Linked DNA regions of Mus musculus: all the other regions are linked to region 1. The links are chromatin contacts, called in public Hi-C, HiChIP or PLAC-seq and Micro-C maps. All regions are on one chromosome and are shown on one strand. Each heading gives the region's core, a stretch centred on a gene start, on an enhancer-like site or on the middle of the called end of the contact. The rest is flanking DNA. Distances are from core to core; before and after follow the strand shown. Region 1 overlaps Gm20125 (predicted gene, 20125). Region 2 has its middle 590 kb from the start of Gm20125. Region 3 has its middle 560 kb from the start of Gm20125. Region 4 has its middle 490 kb from the start of Gm20125. Region 5 has its middle 460 kb from the start of Gm20125. Region 6 has its middle 270 kb from the start of Gm20125.

Evidence for each region. A called contact is a pair of places that touch in the nucleus more often than the background predicts. HiChIP or PLAC-seq counts read pairs in DNA pulled down with a chosen protein or histone mark.
Region 2: a FOXA1 HiChIP or PLAC-seq map of pancreatic cancer cells shows a contact between it and region 1. The contact joins two enhancer-like sites. A contact is called at or near these places in 1 of 15 datasets of contacts at CTCF or cohesin (the NIH/3T3 cell line), 1 of 484 Hi-C or Micro-C datasets (muscle stem cells) and 2 of 115 datasets of contacts at active chromatin or transcription factors (the NIH/3T3 cell line and pancreatic cancer cells).
Region 3: a contact with region 1 is called in a FOXA1 HiChIP or PLAC-seq map of pancreatic cancer cells. The contact joins two enhancer-like sites. A contact is called at or near these places in 1 of 15 datasets of contacts at CTCF or cohesin (the NIH/3T3 cell line) and 3 of 115 datasets of contacts at active chromatin or transcription factors (the NIH/3T3 cell line, a colorectal cancer cell line and pancreatic cancer cells).
Region 4: a FOXA1 HiChIP or PLAC-seq map of pancreatic cancer cells shows a contact between it and region 1. The contact joins two enhancer-like sites. A contact is called at or near these places in 1 of 15 datasets of contacts at CTCF or cohesin (the NIH/3T3 cell line) and 1 of 115 datasets of contacts at active chromatin or transcription factors (pancreatic cancer cells).
Region 5: a Hi-C map of muscle stem cells shows a contact between it and region 1, with 7 times the contacts expected there. The contact joins two enhancer-like sites. A contact is called at or near these places in 10 of 484 Hi-C or Micro-C datasets (the C10 cell line, the C2C12 cell line, the N1E-115 cell line and 5 more), 3 of 115 datasets of contacts at active chromatin or transcription factors (the NIH/3T3 cell line, bone marrow-derived dendritic cells and fibro-adipogenic progenitors) and 1 of 9 other capture datasets (bone marrow-derived macrophages).
Region 6: a contact with region 1 is called in a Micro-C map of muscle stem cells, with 7 times the contacts expected there. The contact joins two enhancer-like sites. A contact is called at or near these places in 5 of 484 Hi-C or Micro-C datasets (cumulus cells, embryonic fibroblasts, muscle stem cells and 2 more) and 3 of 115 datasets of contacts at active chromatin or transcription factors (cardiomyocytes, embryonic fibroblasts and neural progenitor cells).

What each region holds. Positions count from the first base shown.
Region 1 is chr10:17,010,649-17,014,664 of GRCm38.p6, reverse strand. The region is part of intron 1 of Gm20125 (predicted gene, 20125); the gene reads left to right. Among named protein-coding and RNA genes, the nearest start is that of Gm20125, 83 kb to the left of the region's middle. Within about 2 kb of position 2,059, at least 75 of the 459 cell types and tissues checked have an H3K27ac peak or open chromatin away from gene starts, as enhancers often do. A contact at or near this core is called in the NIH/3T3 cell line, muscle stem cells, pancreatic cancer cells and 1 more, where this site is marked.
Region 2 is chr10:16,505,625-16,509,640 of GRCm38.p6, reverse strand. No RefSeq gene overlaps it. Among named protein-coding and RNA genes, the nearest start is that of Gm20125, 590 kb to the left of the region's middle. Within about 2 kb of position 1,805, at least 47 of the 459 cell types and tissues checked have an H3K27ac peak or open chromatin away from gene starts, as enhancers often do. A contact at or near this core is called in the NIH/3T3 cell line, muscle stem cells and pancreatic cancer cells, where this site is marked.
Region 3 is chr10:16,535,717-16,539,732 of GRCm38.p6, reverse strand. No RefSeq gene overlaps it. Among named protein-coding and RNA genes, the nearest start is that of Gm20125, 560 kb to the left of the region's middle. Within about 2 kb of position 1,807, at least 9 of the 459 cell types and tissues checked have an H3K27ac peak or open chromatin away from gene starts, as enhancers often do. A contact at or near this core is called in pancreatic cancer cells, where this site is marked.
Region 4 is chr10:16,599,364-16,603,379 of GRCm38.p6, reverse strand. No RefSeq gene overlaps it. Among named protein-coding and RNA genes, the nearest start is that of Gm20125, 490 kb to the left of the region's middle. Within about 2 kb of position 1,954, at least 43 of the 459 cell types and tissues checked have an H3K27ac peak or open chromatin away from gene starts, as enhancers often do. A contact at or near this core is called in pancreatic cancer cells, where this site is marked.
Region 5 is chr10:16,635,027-16,639,042 of GRCm38.p6, reverse strand. No RefSeq gene overlaps it. Among named protein-coding and RNA genes, the nearest start is that of Gm20125, 460 kb to the left of the region's middle. Within about 2 kb of position 1,837, at least 23 of the 459 cell types and tissues checked have an H3K27ac peak or open chromatin away from gene starts, as enhancers often do. A contact at or near this core is called in muscle stem cells and tail fibroblasts, where this site is marked.
Region 6 is chr10:17,365,267-17,369,282 of GRCm38.p6, reverse strand. No RefSeq gene overlaps it. Among named protein-coding and RNA genes, the nearest start is that of Gm20125, 270 kb to the right of the region's middle. Within about 2 kb of position 2,097, at least 56 of the 459 cell types and tissues checked have an H3K27ac peak or open chromatin away from gene starts, as enhancers often do. A contact at or near this core is called in muscle stem cells, where this site is marked.

The DNA.
Region 1 (4,016 bases), core at 810-3,309:
TGTCATCTATGTTAGAGTATGTGTAAGCCAAAGGTTGGCATGAGAATGCCCTCTTCAGTCATACTTCACTTATTCATTTATTTGAAACAGTGTCTCTCATTGAACCTGGATTTTTTTTTTTTTTTTTTTTTTTTTTTTTTTTTGCTAGACTGAGTACTAGTGAGTCCCTACAATGTTTCTGTCTCTATGCTTTCAGTACAAAGGCTAAAGATGTGTACTGCTGTGCTTTGTTTTTTACACTGGATTCAGGGGATTTGAACTCACATTCTCATGCCTAAGAATACAATTTACCACTCAGTAATCTCCCTAACCTGACTTCCCTAATGCTTTGATGATGTATGCAAAACATTCTAGAATGAAGAATTAGATCTTTCTGTAGTATTATCTATGAGAGGAGAGTAACATATATCCTTTAATCCTTTAAAGACAAGATTCAAAGCACATCTCTTAAAAACTTTTTATTGTACTTATTGGTGTGTGTGTGTGTGTGTGTGTGTGTGTGTGTGTGTGTGTACTCCAGGACATTCTTCTCCCAGATGAGTTCTTTGTATCAAACACAGGCCATCAATCCCCAAACACTCCTACCTATGTAACATTGCATGGATCAGAGGATGAGTCATTTTAATACTTTAATCTTTGGCATCATGTCAGAGATACACCCAATTTCTCTGTAAAAATAGTTTCTAGGTACAGATATTATTCTACTTGTTTCTTTCTTTCTGTTAATTGTGTATTAAAAAACTAGCCATTTATTATCACCTCTTCCACACCCTGCAGTTGTGAGTTGGATTGGGCACTTAATGTTGCTCAGAACTCTGGTCCTGATGCACAGGGCAAGGTCTGAACCTATTGTGTGAATTCTATGGCTCATGGCTTTATAACTCTTAGGACTCTGTAACCAATCAGATCATTTCAAACAGAAATGGCTACATAGATCCCTGTAAATCCTAGAAGTCCAAAGAGAATAAATGACTAATTTGTACAGAGTTAGGTGTGGAAGATTTTGTGGAAGAAGCCCTAGATGTCCTGAAATATGTGTGTGAGACACTAAATGGTATGGACGGAAAGTTGGGTGTATTTGAGAAGCACCTGCTAGTAACAATATATATATATACACACACATATATAAACAAATATATATATACACATATATATACATATATATATACATACACACACACACACACACACACACACACATATATATATATATATATATATATACACACACACACACATATATATATCATACTAAAGGCTTTGGAAGTGTAAATAATACCCTTTTGCTTCTCACCCTCCTTGTTGGTTGTTTATTGCTTCTTAGGAACAACTATGTCATGTTTGGATGTGGTTTGGGTTGACAGATATTATTCTACTTGTTTTGAGGTGCTACTGGCAGCTATGGAGTAGAGGTCTGGTAGTCTATTAAAGGTTCTTCCAGGCACAGAACAATCCATAACAACAAACACTTAAACTTTCATGTCCTCAGTGACAAGATTTAAAGACATTAGACGGTAGAAATATATGGGGATATCACAGAAAATAAAGCTACAAATTAGTAAAGCTGTTTTATACATATTAATATTAGGCACTTAATTAAGCCAAAGAAAGCTAATGATATTTTTATGCAGAGATGTGACAGAAGCAGAATAGGGCCCTTAGAAGCTTAAGCTAGTACCTGAATAAAGGCCTTCTGAAACAGGATTAGAAAGGGCTGTTTGGAAACCACATTAAAGGTTTAGATAAGATAATGAGGTCTTACACAGATTTATGCTTCTTCAGTATTACCAAGCTCAGAGACTGGCAACAACAGGAGGCATTTGTTTTTGTCTTGAAAGTTTGAAGGTTAAATTCTTCTGTCTCTTTGATTCAGCTCACATGCATCTTGGAGGAAAATACCACAAGTCTTGACTTTTTGTCCATAAATGCTTGGAATGCCCCTGAGGTTTCTTCAGCATTTCATATCACTTGTTTTCGTCAGTGAGTGGAGCCTTTAAAAACATGACTCGCAATGACTAACTACTCTGTAGCCTCAGTAAAGGAATTTCTTATTGCACCATATTTGGGAGTAGGATGAGTAGAGGGAGGGAGAGGGAGGGAGAGGGAGCCGCCAGAGAGGGGGAGGAGAAAGGAGAGGGGCAGAGAGAAAAACATCAAATCACAACAGTTTCTGAATTTCTCTTGTTTCTTTGTTTTTGGAATACTTGCATGATGAAGATATGTGAAAAATGGATCAATGGAATCTCTAAGTTGGAAGGTTATCTAGTCTGGACTCCTCCCATATGCTCTGATTAGTGTGCAAAATCAAAATATTAAATGGAATGGCTGATGACTTTTGTCTTAAAGATCTCTAGTGTTTGGACAGATGCCTGCTTAGTCAGTCTGGGCTCACTCGTGCAATGGGTTCTAATATTTGAAGACACTGGCCATTTGACAAAAGCATACTTCAAAGGTCCTTGCTAACTTCATAAAGGTATAGCAAATGTGCCATAAATAAACACCAGTGTGCAAGGTAACAAGACCATTTAGTTTTTGTTTCAATATTTACTGGGAATTTCTGAGACCTCAGTAGGGGAAAAACCCTACTTGGCTGTGTTTCAGACCTGGCTTCCTCTAGCCTGTGAAGAGCCAATTACTATGGTAAACAGAGTCATTTTGTACATCAGCAGCTCTCCTGTCATCACCCTGATGCCAGCCTTGGGAATACAGACCTTTGTGTAGCATAGCATGTTCTAGTCCTCAGTGGTCAAGCCAGGCTCAGCTCTTTCACAACGCAGACATGGAGAGAAAGGCTGAGCTCTGTAGAAACTTTTGGGATTTAGGACTTTAAGGCAAATTTAGTTCATTTAACTAAATCTAACATGCTTTCTAGGTAACATGTATTCTAAATTACCCATGCAAGTTCATCATGAAGTCAAGAGCATGTAAGATCTTTGCCTGTTCTGGAAGGAACACTAGACATAGAAGCTTTAACACTCTAAAGAGATTAGATGCCTGCTCAAACCAATGCAATTCTCAATAAATGGAGTTCAAGAGAAGGAATTGCTCTGGAGCGATGGAAGGAATGGAGGAGTGGAAATACATGTTACTAGGAGACAGATACTTTCTTCCTTTCTCTTTAAACACAAAGGATGTATTCCATAGGAAACCCCACTATGCAAAACCAGCAATTTCTGCCACCATGTCTTATAAAGACAACAGAATATAAAATAAAGACAGCAACATAACCAAAGATATTTTACAGAAAAAAAAGTAGAAAACTTCTCAAAACTAATGTATTCAAATTCCAGGAGTGGGCTACACAGACTGTTGACAGTATCTAGTTCTGGTTTCTTTTTAAAAATGAATCATTGGATGACATTACAATGTTTGTTCAAGTTCACTGGAGCTACTGTTGAAGGCAGACTATGGGACTGGAGAGGTGGAAGTAGGATAGTTCAGTGGTAGAAGTCTGGCGAGTATGCCCAGGCCTGGTTTTGATTCCAAGATATAGAAAGGAAAACACACGCACACACACACACACACACACACACACACACACACACACACACACACAAACACAAAGAACAACAAAAAGACAAGACAAAAAACCAAAACCAACAACAAAACACATACACAAACACAAAGAACAACACAACAAAACAAAAACCCCAAAACAACAACAAAACACACACACACACACACACACACACACACACAAATCTAAAGTTCCTGGTAAAATGAAACATTCAAGCCTTTTATAAACTCTGTAGGTTTACATTTTGAAAAAAACCTCTTTAACCTGTTTGTGAGTGTAGGAAGAAGGGATTTTCCTGAATGGTTTTCTCTATATGGAATCAGCCAGCATGGTTTCATCATTTTTACATAAGTCACATGCTTTCGATCTTGTGTCTATTCAAATATCTTTTAGGCTTTTGCTTTCTTTTCCTAAGTTATCTGAATACGAAAGCAATTACAGGTTAAAAGTCATGAATTTAACAGAGATATACATTTTTACTTTATTATGTTATATTATT
Region 2 (4,016 bases), core at 556-3,055, 500 kb after region 1:
ATTTTGCCTTGAAATATAAAATATAAATCTAGAAGTGGAAAAATATAACCTTGAGAAGCCATTTTGTAGTGAATGAAATTGACAAGCTGTCTATCATGGGAGATGAGAAAGATGATCTCCATTGTTACTGTGGTTCCTGATAAAATGATGCCTTAGTTTATCTTGGTCTTTTTCCCTGTACAATTAAACATAGGCACTGCTTTTTTTTTTTTTTTTCCCTGAATGTCACTAACCGAGTTTTATCTTACTTTTTATTTTATTTTTATTTTATTACATGTGTACTTAAACATATTTCTGGGAACTTAGTTAATACTTGTATCATTTCAAGATATGTCATTTTGTATATTCTTTTAACATTGGAAATTTTAAAAACTTACAATGCAATGTTGTTTCTCTTAATTGGAGTGAAATCCGTGAGCCATATAGTTTTCACATTTGGTGTTCATACACAGAAAACATAGCAATCATTTATATCATTCATACTTTATTGGATATTTAGTAATTGCCAAAAGTTACTTATAATAATTCACTTATCACTTATTAAATGTAGCCTGATTTAAGCATCTAATTTTATTTATTGATTTTATTTATTGAATTATAAATATCAGAATAATTATTCATACTTTGATTTTTCTGTGGTTTAAATACCTAATCATATACACATAATTTTAGTTAATTTAGATAGCTGTAAATGGTATATATAAAGTAGAAGGAATTCAGGATACTCCTTTAACCACAGTCACTGAGAGGAGAGTCCTGTGGGTGGATGGAAAACTTGCATGTAACTGAGAGTCCAGAGAAACAGGTGGGTCTGAAGTGGATCACATTAACTTATAAATGCTTTCCAAACACTTGGCTTTTTCTCAAAAGTAATTTTGGCAAATTGAATGACTTCCTTTGTTGTTTAATAAATAACAGCAATATAATCTCTAACCCACATTGGCATTTATCTATTGCTTGTCATTTATAACTTCTGCATGCTGAACAGATGTTAAGACATGGTATCCCTACTAGCTCTTTGTATATGTGTAGGTGGGAAACATTATATAGAAAATAACTCATTATAAAATGTTATTTGTTAATATATTTATATTAAAAAAAACGACAATTAGAATGAGTCATTATTCTCTGGAAGTCAGGTTTTCCCCAGTGCCTTTCTCACTGTTGGACACATTACATGTTTTGCTGTTAACCATTTCAAAACTCTGGTGACTCATGACTATAAATAAAACACTGAATATTCGTCAAACTTTTCAGCACATGGTAAACACCGTGGAATTTTTTATGGGGGATTTTTTTTAAGGTTCTGCAATCCACAGATTTTTGAGTGCTTCTGTTTGGAAATGTGTCTTTTAGCCTCAGGATATAATTTTCATGCCCATGATTTGCGAAGTTGAAGAACCAATCCGTATGTCTCTAATCATAGGAGGCTTTAGAAATGTGTGCTTTGTACACATGACAGCAAATGTATTCGTTTACCTTGGCTATGAGTGGTTAGTACTGTCTCCAAATATTGTTTCCCCTGAGCACAAACTGCCAGTGGTACTGATATAATAATATAGTGTTGTTTGACATTGTTATTTCTAGATACTATGGTATAAACAAGTATTGCATACACACTGGAGTAAGGAAGATCTCTAGTTTTTCCCTCTTTGGTTATTTTGGGCTTCGGTACAGATGCAGCAGTATCAAGGACTGCTTGGCTATAATCCAGACTCTTTCTCCATGAGCTCACACATGTACACAGCCTCTTTACTCAACCTCTGCTTATTTTTCCACCTCATAACAAAACAAAGATGATGACTGTCCTAGGAAAATTCTTATCATGGGCGGGGTTTTTTGAGGGTTTTCTCCTGCAGAATACCTAAGAGCATGGTATTTCCTTGTTGATGATAGCTGTACAGAAGAATGTGTGTGACACCCAAAATGTAATATTTGGAGTTTAGATCAGATAGGAAGTTTCTATTGTGTAGGAGTTTTCTTTTAAGAGAAAACATCTCCACCTGTTGATGCAGAACTTAGAACTGACTCTGATTTACTAGTCTCGTGCCTCTGTTTGCTAAGGATAGAAAAGAATCTTCAATTTCTTGTGATATTTGCTTCAAACAAATAATCAATATCATATGACATCCACATTTACAATCTGATATGCTGTCTATGATAGGCATATGGAATAAACATGAAACATGACAGAGCAAGTGAATTCATTCAGCACATGTCATAACATTACCATATGCAACAGAAAAACTGAAATTTATATAAAATAAAAACAGGTTATACAGTAAGGGGACAAGACTCATCATAGAAAATATGAGGCCAGATTCATGACTTATGGCTTCATTAAAGAACACTTTACATATATCTATTATGGTTGTAAATTTGTGAATTTTGTATTCATACACCAATATAGACAACATCAAGAAGCAAACATGTGTATATGTATTATGTGTATTTTTATAAATGTAACCATCATATAAAATAATAATTTTATTTGAAAACCAGAAAGACAAAAAGATTGATGGAAATATCTTTATTTTTTTCATGTTAAGTAGTTCAGTTATTGATTGATTGACTGTGGCTTTCACTGCTCCTCAGGAAGAAAAATGTTGTTCGGGTGTAAAAAATTATAGGTAGAGGTGGAAAAAAGTAGTCAAAACTTTATTCACTCAGATATCGATGCTTTCTCTAAGTCCTATAAATTGGCTTTCTAGCAGAGTAGACTAACTCACAGCCATATTCTTTCCCCATACACACAAACACACACACACACACACACACACACACACACACAAACACACACACACACACACCACCTGCTTTCTATTTTTAGGTTTTGATTTTTTAAATTTTTCATTTAGTTGTTTTTTAAACTTAAAAATTGAGATTATATTATAATTACAACAGCTTCCCTTCCCATTTGTCCTTGAAAGCGTCCCATATACCTCTCCCAACTCTGCTTAAAATTCATAGCCTCTTATCTTTTTCAGCAGCTGTTATTGCATGCATATATATATATATATATATATATGTATGTATATATGTGTGTGTGTGTGTGTGCATGTGTGTGTGTGTGTATATTTCTGAATATAACCTGTTTAATATGTATAATGTTACCTGTTTGTATGTTTTTTTAAGGCTGACCCTTAGGTGTTGGATAACCAAATGCTGGTCTCTTCCCTGGAGAAGATTATTTCTCCCACTCTGAGCATTCTTTAGTTGCCTGTAGAGCTTTGTGTATGTATGATTGAGGGCTTACACACTTTTGCCATTCTACTTTGGCATGTTTTCTTATGTGACCTTTATTCAGTTCATGTTTGGGCAGTTTTGTTGATGAAACCTTGTGTGTAGCCTATGATATCCTTCACAGATAAAATTTCACAGTAAATTCCTTGATTTTTCTGACTCTTATAATTACCCCCACCCCACCCCACCCCACACACCCTTCTTCCAAAATATATCCTGAGCCTTAGGTTCTAGAGTGTTTTGTAGATATAACCATTGATTACCAAATAAGAGCAGGTATTATTTTCATGTGTATTTTTTCTTCTGAATTATATCACTTATTCAACAAGGTGTTGTCAATTACCATGTCTAATTTGTGACTAATAGAAGAGCTACAAGAATCCATCTTTTTATCAAATAGTTCTCTTGACAAGTGTAAATCTTAATCTGGTTGTGGATTACATTTTCCTCCTCAGGACTGTTTAATCTTAAGATCAAGAGAAGAATTAAGAGAGTTTTTGGAGAAAAGGAGCAAGGGGCAGAGGGAGAGAATAAGAGATTGAGAAATTGAAAATGGGGATTAGACCGAAGCACACTCTAGTGTGCACATGAGAGTACACACTGGAATTTGAGATGTCTGTTTCATAATCTTCTGGTTCCAAGAACCTGGAGGAAATATTTTAGTTTTTCAGATTCAAGTTCCCAATGTGAGGCATGATGGCAGTTTGAAGAAGTTAAGTAAAAATCTGTTTTATCACACCTGAGTAACAATTATGGGATGGTAATTTTAAAAT
Region 3 (4,016 bases), core at 558-3,057, 470 kb after region 1:
GAAATGCTGGAACTAGGGTAAATAGTTTTCCCCAAGAAGAGCACACAAATTGCTTATCAGATACCAAATGATCAACCCTAAAAAGAAAAATGTGAGTAACATCACCCAGAGTCAGCAGGTACTGCTCAGGATTATATATGTCAGCGCACATACATATATGCACACCATAACAACTAATAAGAAAGAGGCCAAGGATTTGAAAGAGAGCAGGGAGGGGCACAAGGAAGGGTTTAGAGGGAAGAAGGGTGAAAAGTAATTATTTTAAAATCTCATAAAGCATAAAGAAAATTGGAAGAGAACTCTGGAAATAGCATTGTTAGTGCCTTCCGGTATGGCTGAAAGGAAGATAGAGGATCGTGTTAGTGTCTTTACAGTCTTTGAATTTAGAGAATGCATTGAAATGAGAAACTGCCTTGTACAACTAAAAATAATTGTGTATGTAAGTGACATAAAATGATGACTATGATGAAAATCAGCCTTATCTCTTTAAACACATAAAGATATGAAGAAGAAGAGAGCTGGCTCCTTCATTATATAAAAAAATGTTAAGTATTGTAACCCTATTAATCAACATGCTTGCATTCACTTGGATAAGAGCTTAGCCAGCTTTGAAACATTCATATTTTCCAGATTTGCATGTTTTATTTCAGTATGTTTTCACTCTAGTAACAGTTACACAGAAGTAGCCTACAATTCAAAGAAGCAGCTTGAAACTATTTCTTAATGAGAAAAATTTAAATACACTTATAAACTCAGCATACCCCCTCCTTAAAATACAAGGAGTAAGGTTTTTTTCATTAAATATTCATTAAATCCCAAAGATATCTCCCATTATCAGCAAATTCTATATATGAATATTTGCACCTCTACCTACTGAGTCTGGAACAAAAATAATTCTTCCAATTTGAGAACAAGTAGCAATATTTTGAAATGGATTTCAGCTAATGAAATTTTGATGCACACAGGACTGATGTGGAGAAACACAAATATTACATCCACAATCACATAATTTCCTCCCTTTCAATTGCTCCTCTTAACAAAGAAGCCTAAAATTTCTTTATTTCTACCAAGGTGTAAAATAAAATGCTACAGTGCTGGGAATGTGCCATACAGATGTCCTTATCTCTTTAGTCTTGGCAGCACCTGCCCCAGGCAAGAATGTGAGGGAGAAGATTGGCAGTGGCACCAGCTACCCTACTTTAGGCAGCTTTTCCTTTTCCTTAGAGTATTTTTTCCCCATTCTTAAGGAACTCTCTATCCTGGTGAATTTCCCTGACCTCTGTCAATTAAATCAGTTCTTAGCAAAGGGATCAGTCACACGTGTTCATCCCTCACTGTCAATTTAAGGCAAAGTATTACTTTACTAAATTTCTTGACATTTGAAGCCACATTTCTAATTCTGGAATCTGTGGCTTTGTCCATTGGAAAAGTAAATCAATTACTTAAGAAAATCTGCCTTCTGTCTGTGTGTGAACCCTTCTCTCTCTCTCTCTCTCTCTCTCTCTCTCTCTCTCTCTCTCTCTCTCTCTCTCTCTCTCCCTCCCTCTCTCCCTTCCTCCCTCCCTCCCTCTCATACCCCTTTCTCCCCTCCATCCATCTTCCTCTTCCTCTTCTTCTGTAGCTGACAGATATACAGGATATACTACTGCCATTTCTATAAACAAACATGACTGATTGAAAGATTAGTACCAAATTAGTGATTCCTAGGTCACCAATGAATCCTCCTGACCACTCAGGCAGCAGTGACCAGCGACAGCAGTCAAAGAACAAGGAGCCTGTCGCTGTTTGCAGATCTGACTCAGCTTTATGACCAGTGCAACACATTGTTCAAGCTGAGCCCTGTCAACCTTAATTGTTTCACACTAGAGCAGTGAGGCTCCTGCTGTCATTTCCCAGTTATTAATATTGATTCATGTCTGCTATAGTGTCTCCTCAAAGCCTTTCATCTGCTCACATTTGATAAGATTATTTGAACTAGTTCACATACTCATACAGCAACTATTTCACACCCGCCAGTTTTCTGTGCCACCATGTAATTAGAACTACATCTAGGCATTTTACTTCAGCCTTTTGTAGTGAGAACACTGGTAAACCAGCTCTTTAAGAGTTCCCTCTTCTATAGGTGGAACAACAATATGAACTAACCAGTATCCTCAGAGCTCATGTCTCTAGCTACATATGTAGCAGAAGGTGGCCTAGTCAGCCATCATTGGGAAGAGAGATCCCTTGGTCTTGCAAACTTTATATGCCCTGGTACAGGGGAATGCCAGGGCCAAGAAGTGGGAGTGAGTGGGTAGGGGAACAGGGATTTGACTAGACTGTACATTCTGTAAAGGCACGATATGCAGAGAACCAGGGTAGGCCTATAGTGTACATCCATTATCATCCAGAGTCAATAAGGATTCTGTATGGGAGCAGGAACTTGGTCTGTAAATGATTTGCCTTGTAAGGATGAGAAACGCAGATCAAACCCCGTAGTCTGAATACAGAAAAACAAGACAAAAACAAAGAGAAAACAAACAAGAAAAACTAGATCGGGTAGTACGTGATGAGAATGTGACAACAGACACAAATACAAACACACGTGCCCACTTACATGCTCACACTCAAAGAGCAACACTGCCCCCCCCCATATATGTTTAATATTCATTAACAAAATTTAGAAAAAATGAATTAGAGATAATATATGCATTTTGGTTGATACATAATTTCAAATTATCAAAATTGAAAGAAGAAATGCTTGTGGAGATATCTGTAGATTTATATCTTCTATTCTAAGGTGATTAGCAAGCTTGAGAGAACAGGGAGGACAACAGTATACATTTCCTTTCTGCTTTTATATATGAAACATTGTACAAGGGAAATTGGGCTCATATTTATAAAGACCAAAATTATTCTATGTGAAATATTTGTGCATTGCCCTGGTACATAAATATATTCTCTTTTCTTCTCTCTTCTGGGATTTTAGGTAAAATAATCTTATGGGTGGGGGGGTGAATTTTACAATGATTTTTGAAAAGCTTTTTTTTTTTTTTTACTTTGTTTTTATTGGTTTGTTTTGTTTTGTTTGTTTTCCCCTTTTCTATTTTGTATTTATTCTACATACCATTATGCCTCTCTATCATCCCATTATCCTTATCCTTCCCCATTCCATTATTCCTATTATGATCCCACATTTATTTTTATGTCACATATGCATACCTGTTTTATGTATTTGTAAAAATATAGACTTTTTATACATGAGGAAATGTAATATTTTTAACCTCTGAATCAGATTCAACTTGCTTAACATGATGGCCTCCACTTACTTCTATTTTCCCACAAATGACAGTTTTGTTCTCAAGTAAATCCTCTGTGGCTGTACAAATCCTGTCTTGTCTATGTGCCATCCTTGCCTTATTACATCTGTTGATAGACACCTATGCTGACTCCATAAGGTCCTTATTAGTGCTGAAGTCAATATGGAATGCAAGTGCCAATGTGATATGTTGACTTGGGGTTCTTCAGATCCATTCTGGGGGTAGAGATTCATAACTTAACTGTATTTTCATTTTTCTGTAAAGTCGCCATGCTACTGTTCACAGTTTCATTCCCACAAAACACTTGCAAAGGCTTCCATTCTCCACACCTTCACCAGAATATATTGTTTGTTTTTATTGGCTGTTGGAGAGGTGGACTTTTGTTGTTATTTTAATTTTTATTTCCCTAATAGAAAGTGGGGTTAAATTTTATCCATACACTTGTTGGCCATTTCTGTTTCATCTTTTTGGAGCTATTAATTATTAGCACATTTAGTCTCTTGGTTGTTTTAGCTTTTGTTATTTCAGTTTTGAGCTATTTGCAGATTCTAGCTGTCCATCTACCTTCACATATATAGTGAGCAAGTACTTTCTCCTGATCTGAGAAGTGTTCTAACCTGACTGGCTCCGTCAGTGAGCAGAAGCACTGTAATTTCATGAACACTCCTTGGTCAGTTCTTGGGATTCTTATCTGAGTGATTGAATTTTTCATCAGAA
Region 4 (4,016 bases), core at 705-3,204, 410 kb after region 1:
ATGAGGGCAGGGCTTGTCACTGCACAGTCAAAATTCTGACCCATAATTTTTCAATGTCTGAAAGAACTTCACCGATAGAAATGGAGAAGAGCCTGAGGAAAAGAAGGTCCAGTGACAGGCCCAAAGTGGGATCCAGCCTCAAGGGGAGGTACCAAGGCCTGACACTATTACAGAGGCCATGAAGCACTCACAAAAAAAAAAAAAAAAAAAAAAAAAAAAGGACCTATCATGCCTGCACTCTGGAAGATCCAACAGCAGATGAAAGTGTCAGATGCCCAACCCATGGATATAAGCTGCTGACTCCTGTGGTTGAATTAGGGAAATGCTGAAAGATGCTGAGAAGGGAGACCCTGTAAGAGGACCTGTAGTCTCAATTAACCTGGACCCCCGAGATCTCTCAAACACTGGACCACCAACCAGGCAGCATACACCAGCTGATATGAGGCTCCCAACACACATATAGCAGAGGATGACTAGGTCTGGGTTAATCAGGTATGATACACCTAACCCTCAAGACACTAGAGGCCCTGGGAAGTTTAGAGATCAGGTGGGGTTGTGTGTGTGGGGTGGAGACATCCTCATGGAGACAGGGATGTGGGGAGGAGGTATGGGATGTGGCTCAGTAGGATGGGGATGGCGGTTGTGGTAGGTAGGGAAGGTAAAATCGGGAGTGTAATAAACAAACAAACAAACAAACAAAAAGAGTGGTTTATATGCTCAGTGTGACTTATTGAGAATACTAAGTTTTCATTTGCAAGTAGTTAATAACTGGAGATAGCTTTTGGGTTATGGATGGGAACATATGTTCACTTCTGCTTTCAGCCCTGGGACCCCATCTGCCCCAGACTTGTGCTGCCAGTCTGTGATTTCATGTGTACACTGGTTCTGCTGCACCTAGACCTTTCCCCTTGATTCTCTCCATTCCCTATGGCTCTTGAAAAAAGCATTGTTTTCTTAAACAATGCTTTTTTTGAAGTAAGTTTCTATGATTGCATAAGGTTAAAGAATCTCTCTTTTTTTTTTTAAGAAAAAAAAAAGAATTGACTTTCAAGCAGAACTTTGAACATATAATGACATTAAAAGGATAATGTCCACTCAGAATACTAAGAAAGAGGAGAAAACAACCAGGGATAAGATAATTAGAAAACTGTAGCTAATTCCATTCATCTATATTTCCCATTGATGTGACTAATAGTTAAGACTAGATGGATGGGTCAACACTATTTCAAACCACCATCCACTTGAGCATAGACGGTTTGAAAGTATTTTGAATTTCTGCATTTGATGCAGCTGGGAGTGGAAGGAGTGGTTAAAATTCAGAAAACACACACAAATAGAGAGAGAGAGAGAGAGAGAGAGAGAGAGAGAGAGAGAGAGAGACTACCATCATACATTATGGGAACAGAATGAAGTATATTAACATCGAGAAGGATTTTAGTTAATAGAAAAGCATGTTCTTTTTTTTATGATTTATAGGTTCATTAAATTTTTCTTGTAGTGACAATTTCATTGTTCATGACTAAAAACTTCACTGAATACATATATACCACATTTTGTATTCATCTATCAGTTGATGGATATATGCCAAATCCATAACTTGTCTATTATGAATAGTTTAAAAAATATTTAAAAATCCATAGCATGTTTAGATTCACAGAAGTGGTATAGCTAATACATATGATTTTTTTTGAGGAATGTCATTTTGATTTCCATAGACTAATTCACATTGTTTGATTATCAATGTGTAATGGCCTGCACCCCCCAGCATTTTGTTCTTACATGCAAGAGTCTTAAATAGAACCCTGTTGACATAAACAAAGGAAACTAGATGTGATCATCACATTTTGCAGAGAACTGCTAGCCGTTTAAATAAGACTTGAGTGAGACTTCTGTAGTTTAAAGCTTTTGGCCTTTTGCTGTGGCAGTCTCTCAGCTAGCTTCTAACATAATCTGACTTCTGGGCACTGAGTCCCCACCATGTGGCTAGCTCTGTACCTCTCTGCTCTGTAAAGCCCAACCAACTCAGTTTTTTTTTGGTTTTTTTGGTTTTTTTTTTTTTGTTTTTTGTTTTTTTGTTTTTTTAAAGAAGCACCATTTTGTGTGAGACCCAGAGATTAAACTCTAATTCCAGGAGGAAAACCACAAAGTCCACTTGAGCAAACATCCTATGGCACCCTGCTGCCCTTAGCAACAGCCAGTCAGGCTACAACAGGGTCAAGGTCCACTGAGATAACCTAAGACATCCTGCAGACAATAGATAACATAGCCATCCTGTTTGTCAGGTGGTTCACCCCCCACCCCCGCGCCCCCGCCCGTGTTTGGTGCCTGCAGATTATACCAGAAGTGCAGTTTGTAAAATATTAACTTGCTAACCCATATGGAAATTCCCCAAGCTTGCTTTAACCACATTAAATATCCTGCACCTGCAGAGACAGAGCTTTCATCTTAGACTAGCTGAAGTTGGTGGTGAGAGTCTTTGGTCATTAGCTCCTAATAAAAACACTTGTGCGTTTGCTTCAGAATTGACTCTCCAGCGGTCTTTGGAGGTCCCTGTGACTTGGGTATAATATTCTTGTTCCCACCCATACGATTCCTTTTTCTATCCCCTTGGATTTTCCTCCATCTGCTTGTGTGCTGTCTGCCCGGAAGTTCTGCCCCTTACTTCCTGTTTCAGGTATATTGGCTGTTAGATATTTATTGTCATTAGTTAGCAGTGTGGCGCATGCCTTTAATCCCAGCTCTTGGGAGGCAGAGACAGGCAGATTTCTGAGTTCGAGGCCAGCCTGGTCTACAGAGTGAGTTCCAGGACAGCCAGGGCTACACAGAGAAACCCTGTTCCGAAAAACAAACAAACAAACAAAAAGAAGAAGCCTGGTCCATCTCTTAGGATTGCCTTTAGACAATGAGGGCTGCTTGGTCTTCATGTTTTGAGCAGGTGTGGAAGGACACAAGTTTACTAAAGAAATCCTAGTAATGGACCATAAAAATGAGAATACCAAAATCCTGTTAGGACTTAGCTCTCTGCCAGGACAGAATTAACGATTGAACCTTGAGAGACATACCTTAATTCAATGTGTAGAGAGGTGCCCCAACAGTCACAGAAAAAAAAAGGAACAAAGTCAAATTTATTCTGTACTACAGGTGACAGAAGTCTTTTGAGTGATAACACTTGAGAACAGATAAAAATGATGATTCAATGAGGCAAAAATTAAGGGCAAGTTGGGGGGGGGTAATTCCCAGTAGAAGTGATATAAAAAGGGCTTCAAAAGTATTTTGTAAAATAAATACACAATAATTTTCTATATTTTTTCAAATTTAACCACATTAACAGATCAAAACAACATGCATTTGTCTTGGGTTTTCCATGGATATGATGTTAAGCATATTTTCATTGGACTTCTGTTGATGATGACACAAAGGCCCATGATCTTAAGTGGGGTGCATTCTTTGACAGAGTTCTGCATCCTCTTCCATGGTCACATTGATGTTATCTTTGTTGTTGTAATACTGACAGTGTGGCTTTCACATTGATTTTTCACCTGGGTTTCTTGGTTCCTATAGAACCTCAGACCGACCATGCCACCCTAACACAAATCTTCCCTACAGATGAGGCAGTTTATTTATTTTTTCCAGTTCTTAAAAAGAGCATCTGTTAAATCCCGAGAGAGATGAGAACATTTATCCTACCTCCAGTACAATCCAATGTAACATAATTAGTTAGATGTCTTCCCTTCACATATTCCATTTGTTACTGGCTCTATAAATGTCACAGAATTTACCACTGTCAAGAGAAAGGAATTATGTAAGCATGTGTCTCTTTGAGGTCCAAGGTTCATTTTTTATCCTGCCTACCATGGTGCAGCTCATAAAGACAACTATAGGTTTGAGAGCATGAATTCAAACCTGAAAATTAAGTTATTTTAAAAGAGATTAATGTAAAAGAAAATAGAATAAGGAACACTCTTGGAAATTTAAGCATAAAGGAAAAATATATATGTTAAGATCACAGTGTACCT
Region 5 (4,016 bases), core at 588-3,087, 380 kb after region 1:
CACAAAATAATTGTTCAAGAATGAGATTATCTTAGGCAGTATAGGATTATTATGTTATTCATATTCCTAAATTAGTAATTTTAATATCTATAAAATGTAAGAAGTTAGCACAAAATGTTTTGACAGCAAGTAAAATGTGGATATATTAATATCTGTATATTTATGGTATAATTTGTTTCTTTTTACATTATGTTTAACTTAAACAGATTATGAAATATAAAGACATCAAAGTAAACACTAAAATGCATTATGTAGTGAAGAATATAAAAACATACTTTAAAAGTAATGCTGCATTTATATGTGCTAAGTTAGTATGAATATATTATACTAACATTGTTATTTAACAGTCATTTATATTGCTATGTTATGAAAGTCTGTTCAGCAGTCACATATTTTTGTCAGTGAAGAGAATATAATTATTTTGAATACAACTACTGTTTCATTTATTACACATTTGTTTTCAAATAATATCTCCTCTAATTTTGCTGTCACCAATAAAGACAGAGCTAGTTTAACTTTCTTTTTCCTCTCTCTTTTTGTTCTTCCTTCTCTCCTTTCTTTTCTTGGTTTTCCTTTTTTGTTAATGCCTATATGCCTCTGTAGCTCCTGCCACTAAATCCTCATTTCCATTGGCTGTGTGGCTGAGTCTCTTCCCTCTTGTTCCATTTTTCTGCACTAACAGCATTAGGGCAGTGGAAATGAAATGTTACAGTCAACAGTGTTTAATATTTTTTTGTTCTTATCACTGTTAACACTTCTATTACTATCAAAACGTTTGGATCAGCACTGTCAGTTACACAGAACCTGCTGACACACCAAGGAAAACTTTGATAAACAGTTCTGCTGCGTTTTTCTATATTCTGCAGAGTTCTTATGTCAAAATGTTTCTTTGTTCCTTGGGATATTTATGTTGAAAAAATATATTGTGGTTTGTTAAGGGGGTGGTTTTGTATTTCTACTTGAAGTTTTAATCCTTTACTTCTAACCTCACAGTAGGTTGCTGTAGAAGTGATTAGATTGTAACAAATATAGGATTATTGTAATTCAGGGCAGACAATAAGCTGGGAATGATTTTCTAAAGAACAAAGATGTCATTTTCATGGAAATATAACAACAGTTTCAAAGAAAGGAGCAGGTTTGAAAGAAATAAATATGTGCTTGACTAGGGCAGATTATAAGAAGAAATAAAGACCAAAATTTCAAATGAAAAATTGACAGTTCTGAAAATTTACATTCACTCTTTTCTTTGAGTTCTAAGGCTCTTTGAATGTATGCTTATGGGCTTTCAAGCTTACTGCTTGCATTCATCAGGACCCCCTCTTAAATACCTACATTTAATTGAAAGCGACATTTGACCTTGAACAAAGAACAGCAGTTTCTCATTTATTTTTGTAAGGCAGAGTCATCTTCTACTGCATATTAAATCTTCCTTTGCATGTGAAAAAATGGAATTCCCAAACGTTGTAAGCCCAATGAAATTGTATATGCTACACAGGTTAAATGTTAGATGGCGGCAGACATTATATTGAGGACATTTTCTAAATAAGTTAAATATGGAAAATAACTGAGCAAATTGTCAGTATTTTCAGAAAATATTTCCCTCCCTTTCACACTGAGTGTGGGAAAGGGATTCTCAGTGCAAGATGAACTTCACTTAGTATGTGTCAAGTTACTACAGAGGACAGTTGCTTATCCTCAAAGAATAATGCTGCTTTGACAAACTTTTGAATGGTGAGAGTTACAGAGACAGTTTTCATCCTCCACTCCCATGACATGCCATTTTATAGCTCTGCTGATGAGCACACAGCTCCATCTGGGGGCAGAGCCAGAGGGAACATTTTTTGTCTTGGCTGGATGGCTGTCATCATTGTGCAATAGAAGCTTCCTGTGTCAACAGCACTCATCCATAGCCCATTCTTGGTCATACTTCTATCTAGTTTATTTCATGACATTCTGTAAGGTCATGGTGTTCATTCTAAAAGCCCTTCTGTAGGAGTCTCAGAACCTTGTAATTGGTTCTTCTTCTCTAACTGTTCTTCTGTGTCTACACATCCATTCCTTCTGGCTTTTTCAATGTAGCTTGTATTTTTTTTTCAGATCTAAATTACAGAACATTTTCAATTCACCTCCAAAATTATCTGTACTATTTGCACTTCTCTTCCTTATTCTTCATCTTTATTTCCTGTCAGGTCTACATTCTTATCTTCAAGGGGCTGGACTACTCTAATGATCCTTGGTTCTACATATTGGGTCCTTTCTCCTGAAACAATGTATTCTCTCATTCCCACCCTTTTCATTGGTTATCTCATGGCCACACCCAGACAATATACCTGAAGTTATTTATTTGGCATTGCTAACCTAGCTTCTTTTCACTTCACACTTTGGCATCTAAGAGTATTCCTTCCTCTGCATCAACACACATGACTGATTCAAATCAATAAATTCAAATCAATAAATTGAATAAGTTACAAATATAATTTTTTATTTACCCTCACTGTAATATCATGACTAATTATGTCTTAGTAATGGCTACTTGAAACACAGAACCAGCATTCTAATTACCATTTGCCAATACTTAATCTACCATTGGCAATATGTAATGTGAGTGTGTGCACAAGTATGCATGTATGCGCGCACACACACACACACACGTGTGTGTGTGTGTGTGTGTGTGTGTGTGTGTGTGTGTGTGTGTGTGTATTTGTGGTGCAGATGTGTGTCAAGAGGTTGCTATACACATAAGTATGGATGGACATAGACTCCTTGAATGTCGTACTTTCAGCATCTACCTTGCTTTTTGAGACAAGGTCTCTCACTGACACAGAACCCACCAAATAGGCTGCTGATCCTAGGAATATGGCTATCTCTGTCTTAGCAGTAATGGATCACAGACATGTGCTCATGGACTTGGGGTGATTTGTAAGACATTTTCCCTTGCTGAACAGTATGATCTGTAGCCCTTAATCAACATCCTTTTAACTGTTGTTCCAAATAGACACGTAAGCGACAGCATCGTTCTGCTCAGAATCTTTAGTTGCCGCCTGTCAGGAGCAGGTGACTGAGTAGTATATGGTTTAAGTGATGACTTCTCCACATAGAAGGTGTGGAATTCAGCCAGCCTGTTGATTTCTTGCTGTGCCTTTTCTTACTTATTTCTTCAATTGTTCTAAACGACTTGGAGGTTGAGTTGGACAACATTGTGCTTTTTTTTTTTTTTAAATCAGTAGCATCACACATGTAAGTAGTAAAAAGATCCTGACTTTTGTCATTTTATTATTACATCTATTATAAATGTTGTCACTGCAACTATCATAGGTACTGTGATATGAAATTTAATCACTAAAGTGGTTGCACTAAGCAGCTGTGTCTACGGAGCTTAGGAAATCATGAGAATGGAATCCGTGTAATTGCAGTTGGTGATCTTTTAAAAGAAACTGAAGGGAGCATTGTGTTTTACCTTCTTTTTTTTTGTTTTCTGAGGGTTTCACAAGTGTTGCTACCTGGAAGTAGAGATTCACTGGACATAAAATCAGTCTTTTGTTTGTATTGGAATTCTTAAGTTTCAGAAGTATGATAAAACACACTACTGTGCATAATAATTTTCCATTTGTGGGTACATTTTCTTAGCAACATGAGCACAATGATACCATAGGAAATAACCATGGTACAACATTCAGTTTTTCCTATGTACAGTTTTTGACCTTCTTACTACTCATCATGATATTCCTCTAAAATCAGTCTCTTCCTTACTCCTTGGGTATTCAACATACTGGATTGTTTACAGCACATCTTCAATGTGTTTACTCTCTTTTATCTTGTTTACCAAACCTTCCTTTCTCTCTCATTCATCTCTGGAAGAAGTGACTTTACTACATAGCTAGGTAGTACATTGCAACTCTATTATTAATAATGCTTTTGATGTATGAGTTTGTTCTTGACTTTAATATTACTTTACTTTTAATATTACTTTAGTATTGCTATAAGGCTATGAATATTTGGCATGAAAAAGTAGAATT
Region 6 (4,016 bases), core at 848-3,347, 350 kb before region 1:
CTGGGCATATACCCAGAAGATGTTCTAACTTGTAATAAGGACACATGCTCCACTATGTTCATAGCAGCCTTATTTATAATAGCCAGAAGCTGGAAAGAACCTAGATGTCCCTCAACAGAGGAATGGATACAGAAAATGTGGTCCATTTACACAATAGAGTACTACTCAGCTATTAAAAACAATGAATTCATGAAATTCTTAGGCAAATGGATGGGTCTGGAGGGCATCATCCTGAGTGAGGTAACCCAATCACAAAAGAACACACATGATATGCACTCACTGTTTTCAGTTTCTTAAATAAAGATATGAAGCTACTGCTTTTGACTAGGATTCTCCAAGTCTCTTGCTCTGACTGGCTCAGAAATACCTTAGCTATTACTTATCCTCAGAGGCTTCCTTCAGCCAACACTGTCAATCACTTGTTTGCATATCAATATGACCACAACTATCTGTTGTCTACAAGTGAGTTTCGTTCTCTCTGTGCTATAAACACTATTGTAAGAGGGAACCATATCTTACTCATAGGAGTATATAAACAGAGACTTAGGCATCTGACTCATGAAATGTTTGATGGATGGATACATACAGGAAGAATAATAGGAGCATAAGAGTATATAGCTATGATTTGGTTTTGTTTTCATTTTAGATTAAAAATCAAGACAACACATCTGTTTTACCAGGTTTTTGTTTGTTGGTTTGTTTTGTTTTTTGTTTTTGCAGGTTCTATGTGAAATCTTAGTCTTCTCAGTCACTTATAATGAAAGAAGTATGGGGATTTATCTAAAATTCAGATTTAAAAAATGCTAAATTTAGTTTGATTCATTACTCCTGGTAAGTATGTATCACACTCACCCAAGACACTGAAAACAGTATTTAATTCCACACACATTTACTGATAGTCCTTATAGGTAACATACTACGCAGAAAAAGAAACATTAATAAAATATGGATCCTGCCAAACAGGCACTTGATAGAGACACATAGAAAGGACCTTAAAATGTAGGCAGAATGTGAAACACGAAGAGATCAAGGGGAGATGAATTCTGCTTATTACCACATTTTTTGAAGTATTTATCTTTTGTAGCTTTTTTTTTTTTTCATTTGCATTTGCTATAAGGCCTGGAAACTTGAGTTCCATCTCTGGGACTCACGTGAAGGAAGGAGATCGCTAGCCAGCTCCAGGAAGATATCCTCTAACTTCCACAAGCCCACTGTGATATGATATAGTTGGTTTGAGCACATACACACACATTCACACAGTGAATAAACAAATTTGATAAACATTACAAAAATTTGTGCTTTGAAAATTGAAGCCCTAGCTTGTGTGTGTGTGTATATATGTGTGTGTATATATATATAAATACATATATAACATCTTTGCACAATTTTTACTTTCTATATTGCCATACTCACTATCACTATGTGGAAGAACATTTTTTGATTATATAGCTCACATGAAAATCAAAAGGTTATTTGAAAACAGCCCTAGTTTACAATTTTTGAATTCTATTTTCTTTCTTTTTTTTTTTTTGAAAATTTACTTTCTGTGTCTGTGCATGCACATTCTATGCCATGGGTATGAAGGTCAGAGGACAACTTGGGAGGGGGAGGGCTCAGTTTTTCATCCAGCATGTGACTCAGCATGTGACTCCTGAAGAATTGAATATACTCAGCTGTCAGGCTTAGCAGCAGGGCTCTTTGACTTGCTGAACCTAAGCTGCCCAAATTCTATTTTCTTTGAATGGGCCTAGATCAGTTTGCATAACATCAGATGCCAGGGTTCTGTGTATAGGTTATCAATGTTGTCATTGCAAGATTTCAGATCTTGAAAGGAATTCAGAGGTTTTTCTCATTATTCTTGTTTTATGAAATCAAGAGGCAAACAGACTTAATGAGGTTAGTCACTAGAACAATCACAAGAAAACCCTGCTGCCTTGATCCCGCTACTTGGCTGTCCAGCACAGCACAACCCCCTTTCCTCCCCTCCCCTCGGAACGTGATGCTTTTAGAATAATTTTAGACTCTAGGAAGTGCAATCCTGGGGAAGATATTTATAGCAAGCCTCTGGCTCATTGAGCATGCTCTTGTTTGGGATATTCCACTGCACACTCTGTTCTTGTCAGTAATAAATTATTCCCTGACAATTTAGTTGCCAAAGGGTTCCCAGCCTAGATGCTTTGCACATGTCTGTTTGAAAATGATCAGGTTAACCGGTTTTAATGATGCCTTTGTCCTTTACTTCCCTCCCAGCACGGAGAGAAGGAAGAATCAAGAGTTTCTGAAAGGGGGTGAATCTCACACAATGGAGCCCTATTTATATAACATTTAGTAATCCACTGAGTTTGATTTTTTTTTTTAGTTCCAGAAAAGATTTTACTCTTATTAATTAGAGGCAAGAAGTCAGAAAAAGAAGAAGAAGAAGAAGAAGAAGAAGAAGAAGAAGAAGAAGAAGAAGAAGAAGAAGAAGAAAGAGAGAGAGAGAGAGAGAGAGAGAGAGAGAGAGAGAGAGAGAGAGAAAGAGAGAAAGAAAGAAAAAGAAAGAAAGAAAGAAAGAAAGAAAGAAAGAAAGAAAGAAAGAAAGAAAGAAAGAAGGCATCTTATAGCCATTTACAAGTGATTGTGGGCTGTAACTTGAATTCAGTTATATGATCAACTGACTTAATGATATTTTTTTAACTTTCTAGTAGGTCAGGATACAAACTAAGGGGACATTCAAATGTTAGAAAAGCAAAACAAAACCAGGGCATGAATGAGGGTGGAGAGGGGAAAGGTGAAGGTGGCTAGCAAGTATTGTTTCGTGACTCATGTTTCTCAACTGAAAACTGAGATTTCTGGTCACATTAGGGTGAAAATGTTGATAGCAGCTGCAAACAGGAAGGTTTAAACATGCCCTTCCCTGGGTAGTATTTCCTTTGGTGTTCTCTGTTTCTATGGTATGTCTTAAAGCTCTGTAGTTTTACAATCAGCTGCAGCTTCCTCAAGTAGGAAGGAAGACTCTGTGTTCTGTGTTCTTCCTTCATTTACTGCCGTGTGGTTGTGACATCTGCCTGTCCTCGTTGACAGTGGATAATGCTGGAAAGACACCCCTACAGCAGGGTATGCTCAACAGTGATCACAGGATGGCTCAAAACTGACCTCTCTAAGGGGAGAGAGAATCCATGGTCTGATTAGCAAGGGGAAACCATGCTTGCCAGAATGATGGCTTAGTTTTCAGTTTACATTGTTAGTAATAGCAAGATAATGAAGAGTGTGCTCAGTTTTGAGATGTTTGAAGGCCTTGTTGGTTCAGGCAATTGACAAATTGTAATTTAAGAGATAATAATCCTGAATGGTGAAAAAGAGTTCAATATATTTGCAAACTAATGGACCGAAAGGAGAAATAGGGGAATTTTTTTCAATATGGATACTTTTAAAAAGGGTGGACAACCAATTTCTTAAATAAGACATTTTTTGAAGAACGTCTGTCTCACTGGGGATATGTTAGAAGGCTAAATATGTGTTCTAATTGAACGAGAGCTTTAATCCCTGGTGCTCCAAGTAGAAAGAAAAACAAAAGAACTCCATGTCTCTTTCTGTAGGAGTGTTCTCCCTTTAAATGCTTCTGTTATGATAAATAGAATAGAGAGGTATGAAAAGGCTATTAAAATAATCGCAGATGTTTGAGTCAGAAATTATGTGTTGGTTTAGACTGTCAGTGGGTGAGTCAATTGCTTTCATGTTAGGACTAATCAGCTGGACTAGAAAACTGGCTATCGATGACTTCAGGTAGCTGCATCAGATGTAAGTCCGTAAGCTTCACCACTGGAATCTATCCATGGAACATAGCAGTCATTTGAGCAGCAAACATTAGGCCCTGTGTTAACTGATACCCTGGGCTATCAGTTTGCCAGTATGCTGCACTGCAGAATTAGGCTCACAGACTGTGGCTAGATTGATGGAATAATAGAGATCAGCAGCCAGGGTGTCTCATCAAAGACAAAAATGGCCAACTCAAACAGATAGCTAGTAAATGTTTA